Linked DNA regions of Gossypium hirsutum: region 1 is linked to region 2. The links are chromatin contacts, called in public Hi-C maps. All regions are on one chromosome and are shown on one strand. The core of a region is the stretch at or near the end of the contact, and the rest is flanking DNA. Distances in the headings are between cores, read along the strand shown.

What was found. A called contact is a pair of places that touch in the nucleus more often than the background predicts.
Region 1: a contact with region 2 is called in a Hi-C map of leaf, with 2.2 times the contacts expected there. The contact joins the promoter of LOC107914835 here to the promoter of LOC107915460 in region 2. A contact is called at or near these places in 13 of 34 Hi-C or Micro-C datasets (anther, callus, hypocotyl and 2 more).

The regions. Positions count from the first base shown.
Region 1 is chrD10:29,592,942-29,597,209 of Gossypium_hirsutum_v2.1, reverse strand. LOC107914835 (transcriptional corepressor LEUNIG_HOMOLOG) reads left to right here and starts at 1,859. Exons shown (of 20, transcript XM_016843880.2): 1 at 1,859-2,019; 2 at 2,120-2,210; 3 at 2,340-2,399; 4 at 2,483-2,580; 5 at 2,943-3,052; 6 at 3,149-3,432; 7 at 3,526-3,580; 8 at 3,707-3,818. The coding sequence starts at 2,368.
Region 2 is chrD10:29,456,731-29,461,029 of Gossypium_hirsutum_v2.1, reverse strand. It overlaps LOC107915460 (60S ribosomal protein L13a-4), which reads left to right and starts at 2,361. Exons shown (of 4, transcript XM_016844618.2): 1 at 2,361-2,838; 2 at 3,715-3,831; 3 at 3,943-4,030. The coding sequence starts at 2,567.

The sequences.
Region 1 (4,268 bases), core at 610-3,109, 140 kb before region 2:
CGAAATTCATCAAATTAACCATTTTTATAAATTAAATATTTTATCCAAATATACTAGGCTCTCAAAAAGCCCCTAATAAATATCAAATTCTCTATTAAACCCTAAAATTTTGACATTTTCATAATTTAATCCTAAAATTAAAATTTAACAAAAATCACTTTACAAAATCATCACACAACACAATAAAAGCTCCAAATACATGATATTCATCAAAAACATCCAATATTCAACAATGGAAACTTCCAAAATTTTTAACAGAATCAAAAACGAAGGTACGGGCTAGCTAGACCTAGTTGCAACGATCTCAAAAACATAAAAATTACAAGAAAACGATTCAATTTCCTTACCATGCAAAGATAAAAGATGGAAAAAAAAAGCTTCCTAGGTCATCAAGAAGAGAAAAATGAGAAAAATAAACCTTTTGTTTCAATTTGTTTCTTTAATTTTGAATAAATTACAAAATTACCATTAAAACCTTTTATTTTATCATTTTCCTTTAATTAGCCGTCCCACTACTTAAATTAAGGCTTAATTATCCCTTAAATTCTTTTACTTAAATTAAGGCTTAATTATCCCTTAAATCCTTTCTCAAATAATAATTAACCATTTAATCACCTAAATGCTAAAATTAACAAGTTTTGCACCTTTTTCAATTTAGTTCTTTTTCTTTAATTAACTATCTAGACGATAATATTTTTAAACCAAATTTTAATATGACTATATTGACTCTATAAATATTTTAAAAATAATATTTACAAGTTGACATGACGGAAATTTGTGGCCCCGAAACCACTGTTCCGTCACCACTAAAAATCGGGCTGTAACAAAATATGAAACTTGCATTTAGATATATTTTGCTAGGGGCTTTAGGGATTTGAGAAAGAAAAAAACAAAATAAAATTTGCAAACAAAATTTTGGATAAAACAACATGAAGTTGTTGATGTGATTGAAAGTATTCATCAAAGGTAAAAACAAATGAGTTTTAGTTTGAAAATTTTAAGATTTTTATAAAATAAAAATTTAGAAGAAATATTAGTTTACCTTTTTTTTAGTTTTAGTTTTAAGAATTTTTTAGATTTATACATATTTAAAAATATTTTTTTTTATTTTTTTAAAATTATGATTTTTAATTTTTTTATAATAATTTTTAGTCTAATATTTTTTTTAAAGAATTTGTTTACAATTATTGTTAAGAAAACTTTAAAAATATTAAAAATATTTTTTAATTATAACTGAGAAACCAAATTAACTGTTAACTTTTTGAATTAATGTACAATATTACTTTTTTTAACGAAAATTAGCAATCGAGTGATAAAAATATAACAAATTGATAACATTAGTAACTATTATGTAGTATTTGAAAGTTGGGTGATCGAAATATAATTTTAAATAAAATTTGAGAATAATTGATGTAATTTACCCTAAAAATATTTATATATATTTATAAATCGAATCAAATTCGTGCATGTTTTATATTGGTTAATTTTTTAAGGTTTATCTTATTTATTTTTTATATCATTAACTTTTTATAATTAGTTTTAATTTATTAAAATTCATTAATCTAATTTTTATTTTAAATTTATTCATTCATAATAATCAGAAATATAAACATTTTAAAAATATTCCAAAATTTAAAATTTTTATCGAAATGCAGTCTAAGAAATTAGGGAAGTGTTGTGAGATTAGGAATTCTTTTTCATATTAAATTACCTATTTATATCAAAAAAAGAAAAAGAAAAGAAAAAACTTAGAAGTATATATAAAAGCATGTGGTGGGTCCTTTTGCTGACGTGGTGTGTGAGAACTGAGAAAGTCCGAACCAACTATTCTGAACTTCAAGGACTCCAAACCTGAGGTTTGTTGAGTCAGATCCCGAGTACCCGAATCTCTGGTTTGGATCTTATTCAAACTCTCCCTTTTGGCCATTTTCACTTATGTTAACTATCATAGATATCAAATCAACTTATTAAAAGGAAAACCCTAATTCCATTTATAGCTTCCTTTTCTGAATTCATAAGGTCTTACCTTTTTCCTTCTTCTTTAATTTAATCTCATCTTTTATTAAGATGCTTTATGGAAATTTATGATTTTTTTTAAATTGTTTCTTATTGAATGCAGAAACCAATATTAGATCGCTTCTTCACTAGGTCAAGAGTGGTAATGCAGGCTTTGATCTATTGACTTGATCCGTTGAATTGCTCCCTTTAAGGTTAGTTTTGATCAACGTAGTTTCATGTTTTACAATTATAATATCTTGTACTAAATTTGTAAACTTTTTTGGTAAATCGAATTTTTAATTTAACCCTACATCAATTTTGCTTTGCTTTGTTTTGAACAGTTAATTAATTTGTTTTTGAGCTGAAACGATGGCGCAGAGTAATTGGGAAGCAGATAAGATGTATCTATATGATATTTCAGAAAATGAATATTATTTTTAGTTTAATTTGATTCCTTTACTTCTATTTAAATTTTGGTTGGCAGGCTTGATGTTTATATATATGATTATTTGGTAAAGAAAAAACTGCATGTCACTGCAAAGTCCTTCATGACAGAAGGGAAAGTCGCCCCGGATCCAGTAGGTAAGAATTGGTTTTGACTATGTACAATTTCTGTTAGTTAATTCATGACATTGTGTGACTGAAGATTTTATGCAGAAATGGAGTTCTTATATGAATCTGTTTTTACCTAAGTTACATTGACTTTTGACTTTACCTAAAAGTACCTTGTCGTACTTTTCTTGGGCATTTTAAATGGGTATGCCATTTAGATTCTTAACATTAATGTAAGAAATGCCAAATTAATGGTCGTAATGGAGGGGGTAATTTTTCTTTGGAATTAAAGGTTATACTTTGCTTGGTTATGTTGTAATTGTGTAGCATATTGTTGGTTGAGGGAATCTGGTTTTACAAGTGATTTATTGAGGACTTGCTTGTTTACCCAGCGATTGATGCTCCCGGTGGGTTTCTTTTTGAGTGGTGGTCTGTCTTTTGGGACATATTTATATCGAGAACAAATGACAAGCATTCAGAGGCTGCTGCAGCATACATAGAGGTGACTTCTTACAACTTTAGCAAGTATTATTGTAAGTACCTTGTCATTTCTTCAATTTATACCAAATGATTTGAACCATTATGGATTTACTTACAGGCACAACAAATCAAGGCAAAGGAGCAACAGCAGTTGCAGATGCAGCAGTTGCAACTGATGCGTCAAGCTCAGATGCAACGCAGGGATCCTAATCATCCTTCTTTAGGTGGTCCTGTAAATGCAACTGGCTCTGAAGGAATGCTAGGGCAGTCAAATGCAAGTGCATTGGCAGCAAAAATGTATGAAGAGCGCATGAAACACCCAAATGCAATAAATTCAGAGACATCCCAGCCACTTCTTGATGCTAGGATGGCCCTCTTAAAATCAGCTACAAATCATCCTGGGTAAATATACTTGTACATTTTAGGTAAGGTATTTTGTCTATTGCGATTAACATTTTTCTGGTTAATGACAAATCAAAATTGTCTCTGATGCAGTCAGTTGGTTCAAGGAAATCAAGGAAGTGTAACTGCAGCATTGCAACAAATTCAGGCATTGATTCTACTAACTTTTTTTTGCTACTTGGAAAAAGTTCTTTCTGTATTTGCTGCAACATTTTGCAATCAATCTCTTTCTGTTTTCTTGAACTAATATATATATATATATATATCCTTGCAGGACATTAAGGGTGATGTGAATTTGGGCGGTCCACAGAGAGCCATGCCCATGGATCCCTCCTCAATTTATGGACAGGGAATCATGCAGTCAAAACCTGGAATAGGAAATACAGGTACTCTTTGTAACTACTGGTGTTATATTCACTTTGCACCATTCACCTTGCTGCATACTAATGAGTTTCATTTCCATAACCTAACTTCTAATTACCTTGTCATGGATTTATTGATTTACTATAACATTATGTCATTTCCATTCAGCCTCTACAAAAATTTTTATATTTGGTTTCATCACAGTCCATCTTATCTTTCCTACCTTATTCAACTCACGTGCTTCTAAATTTGGCCAATATGATCCCAAAAGTTTCAAAAGGAAAGCTAGTAGGTTAGGTGTTTGCTTGTGGGCTACTGCAAGATATGCTTAGTGCGCTGTAACTTAAGATAATTGGGTGATTCTCTAGTTTGGCACTGTCGTTTGCTAAATCTAGCTACTCTAAAAAAATACTGCATGAAGTTGCTGTTTCTATTTTGTCTGGTTTATTTCTCTTTTGAAATGAAGGCACCAT
Region 2 (4,299 bases), core at 1,112-3,611:
AATTTACTTTTTCATCTCTCCATTTTTTTTCTCCCCAAAACACACAATACTTTCATTTTCATTTTCTTTTTCTCTTTCAAAGCTGAAGTTCTCTTGTTCTCCCTTCTTTTCTATGTTCTTTGCTTTTTCCATTTTCTTCAAGGTTTTTACTATTCTCTCTTCTTTCTACTCTCATAATCTATCTTCTCATTTCAACTACCCATTTAATTTTTCGTTTTTCTCCCATTTCAGGTTAAACTTTTTTTAGTTGCTACTGAGTTTAGTTAATTTCCATTTTGAAGTTAACTTTTTCATTTCACCTGTGGTTTTTTTAGGTTTTCTATTTGGTTGTTGATTTTAATTCTTCTGCTGTTTTTTTCATTTAACTTTGATGCTTTTGCTGTTTTTTTCGCCTTTGATTTACTCCATTTCGTTCAAACTTGTGTTGATTTTCCAAAGCTTTATAATTAATATTACATAATGGATATTAGAATTGTTGTATTTATGGGGGGAATTTCAATAATGTTGAAAGGATTTGCTTTATTTTATTCAATTATGTTGGTTTAATATGAGAGGGAAATGATGTGGGAATCTGATGCCATTTCCCCTCATGATATTATGGCTAATATGATTATTTTGATGTGAAATGAGAGGGTTACAGTAATGTTCTAGTTGTAAAGAAGTAGATTCTTAAAGTCTAATTTGGATTCCATGAGAATCATTTAGCCTAAAGAACATTAATGGTTAGGGGTTGCAGTACCTTGAAGTTAGAATTATGAATTGAAGTATTTGCTTTATGCTCTGTTCAGTTGCTGAAACATGGGCTCCAAGATTAAAGTTCGACATCTTGTTCTTTTGAACTTAGGAATTCCAAATTTTTTAGCTTAATTTGGAGATTTTTCAATAATAATGGGCACAAGTTATGTATTATCTATGCTTAAATCATTAACATATTGTTTATGATTCATCAATCCTTGCATTTCTCATAGTGTATGTTCTGGTTGCGGCATTTAGAAGTGAATAGTCTCGAACTTTGCCCCTCTTTATTATATTTAAAAACCTTCAAATTTCTTTGTCTTTTTATCTTTATAATTTTTAAAATTTGTGTTTTTGCATATTTACAATATTACAGTTCATTTATTTTGATCAAATTATGTAATATTTACAATATTACCGTTTGTGTTTTTAAAGTGGGTAAAAAACATGTTATTGAAATGATGCAAATTTTATGGAATACGAAAATATTAACAGGACATATGAGAATATTATTGATTCATAAGATGTGCATGATGGTGAAACTGATGATAATGATGATGATGGTGAATCAAACAATTCAAGTGGTTTTGAAATGGAATTAACAAGAAATATTATAGCTTCTAGTTTAATGAATTCACTTTAAATTATAAATGCTAATGTAAGATTTTTAATATTTATATTTGGTATATATATAAATATTACCCCTTTTTGAAACTTTAAGCTAAATACATATAATATTTTAATTTGTTAGGTTTATGTTATCTATGTTATGTTAATATCCAATATGATTATATATTCAAATTACATTTTAAAATAAAATTATTAATTAAAAAATATTTCTTAAAATAATACAAATGTGTTAATATCTAATTTTATAAATAATTAATATTAATTATTTAAAAATATTTAATTTATATTTCATATATTAAAATATTAACATGTTATAATAAATTATTTTTTATATTCTTGTAAAAATATCATAATATTAACTAATTTGAACATTATTTAAATGTATATTTGTTACTTTATAATACCATATGTAAAATAGACATTTTATTTCTTAAAAATACTTTTTGACAGTAATACTATATACTTAAATATTAAACCAAACTTTTTAAAAGTATTTCTCAAAAGCACTTCTCAAAAACAATTTTTTACAAACACTTCTTAAAAGTACTTTTTCACAACACTTTTTAAAAACAATGCTAAACTAGCCCTAAATCTTAAATTTAAACGTAGTATTGAGACTAAATTTATAATTTGACTCTTTTTATATGACCTAACAAATAAAGAGATCAAAATTAAAATTTTACCATTAAATTTTTTGGATATAGAAATTTAATACCTAAATTTGAGTTTAATATATTACATAATTTTTAATATTATATTAATTATTACGAGATTAAATAAAAATATATATCATACAAATTAAAATATATTATTAAAAATATAAAAATAATCAAAATCTAATTGAAGTTTAAAAAATACATGATTAGTTATAAATTTTAAAGAGGGGAATTTCGGTAATTTTCTAGGAAAGTTGAAACTCTTCCAATCTCGTGGGGTTCAGATTATTTTGCTATTGAATATGCAAAGGGTTGGCAAAGGGTTGTAAATTTAGGTCAGAGTAGTTGGGCCTGAGTTAACCAAAGTCCATTCCTTTTCTCTTACATCATGTCTTTTTGTTTCTTAACCCAAAAACCAACCCTAAAAAAGAGCCTGTTAAAAACCCTAGAGGCTGCAACCAACATAATTTTGTTGGAAGGGCGGCAGCGGCAGCAGCAGCAGCAGCAGCTGGGCTAAGCTATCAAGCAAAGAAGAAGAGGAAAAGATGGTTTCAGGCTCAGGGATCTGCGCGAAGAGGGTGGTGGTGGATGCTAGGCATCACATGCTAGGAAGGCTGGCATCGATATTGGCCAAGGAGTTGTTGAATGGGCAGAAAGTAGTGGTGGTGAGATGTGAGGAAATTTGCATTTCGGGTGGATTGGTGAGGCAGAAGATGAAGTACATGAGGTTCTTGAGGAAGCGTATGAACACTAAGCCTTCTCATGGTCCCATCCACTTTCGTGCTCCTGCTAAGATCCTCTGGCGTACCATTCGTTGGTATGTTTCTGTTTTCATTTTATGATGGATATTTGGTTTATTGATTTCAAGTTTTTTGTATATGTTGTTGGAAAATCTTGCAAAGAATGAAGAGGAAGTTGCGTGCTGTTTATGTTTGATAATAAAAAGTTCAGATGGATTTTCTGATTCCTCATTATTCATTTAAGAAATGGAAAGTACGAATGTGCTTGAGGTTATTATCTGTGAGTTAAGAGAATACAGCTGTGAAGATCTATGGATCTTATGGTGCAAAGGGTGTTTTGATTCATTATATATGAAGTTTACACTCACTGCATTTTCAGTTGTGATGTAGTTTTGTTAAGTGTTGTGAATGGTGCATGAAGTATGGTGTGATGGTTGCTCACTTTGTCCCTTAATCATGTGGTTGAGTTCAATTCTTGCTTATGGAAATCAAGCACATTTCATGGTCAGCTGTTTACCTCTTCAGAGAGCATTCGTGATGAGGGGATTAGTCACTACTGTTAGCGGTGGATACTCTGGGTCAGAACAAAAAAAATGGTACATTAGCTATGTTTAGGTGTTAGAACCTTTATATCGTGCAAGATGCTAAAAAGTGCTTGCTTGACTGAAAGGAGCTCATTGAATATTTGCGTATATACAATTCTGATAATAAACTCCGAAGAGTAGTTTAGTTTATCCTACAATGCTTGCAGAGTTTTCTTTTTCCTTTGTGGTCAATATACATTATTTCTTTATGGTTCACATATATTGTTGAGTACTTGAATATTGAGAAGTAGATAGTTCATTTATTCCTTTTCTTACTAGTAAAAGTATGGTGAATGGAATAAATTAAATATGAAGGTGCACACCTTAACTATGCTGCTTATGATTATTTATATTTGTTTTTTATTGCAGTATGATTCCTCACAAGACTAAACGTGGAGCAGCAGCTCTTGCTCGCTTGAAGACTTATGAGGGGATTCCTGCACCTTATGATAAGATGAAGAGGATGGTTATTCCTGATGCTCTCAAGTGAGTTTTTGGTGGTCAATTTCTTATCCGCAAATTAGATTTCCTTCACTTGCATTGATCACTGACTAGTTATGTACAATGATTTAAAATTCTTCTTGGTTTTTAAATTAGGGTTTTGAGGCTTCAGAAAGGACACGAGTACTGCTTGTTGGGCAAGCTCTCATCTGAGGTTGGATGGAATCACTATGACACTATCAAGGTGAAGACTGATATTTGGCTTGTTTTCATTTAAAGTTCATCAACATAGAACGTTGTTTATTACATTGTTATAACCTAAAAGCTTTTTTGCTGAACGCTTTAATCCTAGTAAACTCCAAGAAGGTTTTTATAGAACGAGATCTTACATGCAAGCAAGAGAACATCACTTTTTGTTTTGTACTCATCCTATGTTGCTCAGTCTCTGGTTTGAAGGTTGGGATCTGATTTGAGCATGCATGCTCGACTTTTCCCAACTTTTTTTACCATGTA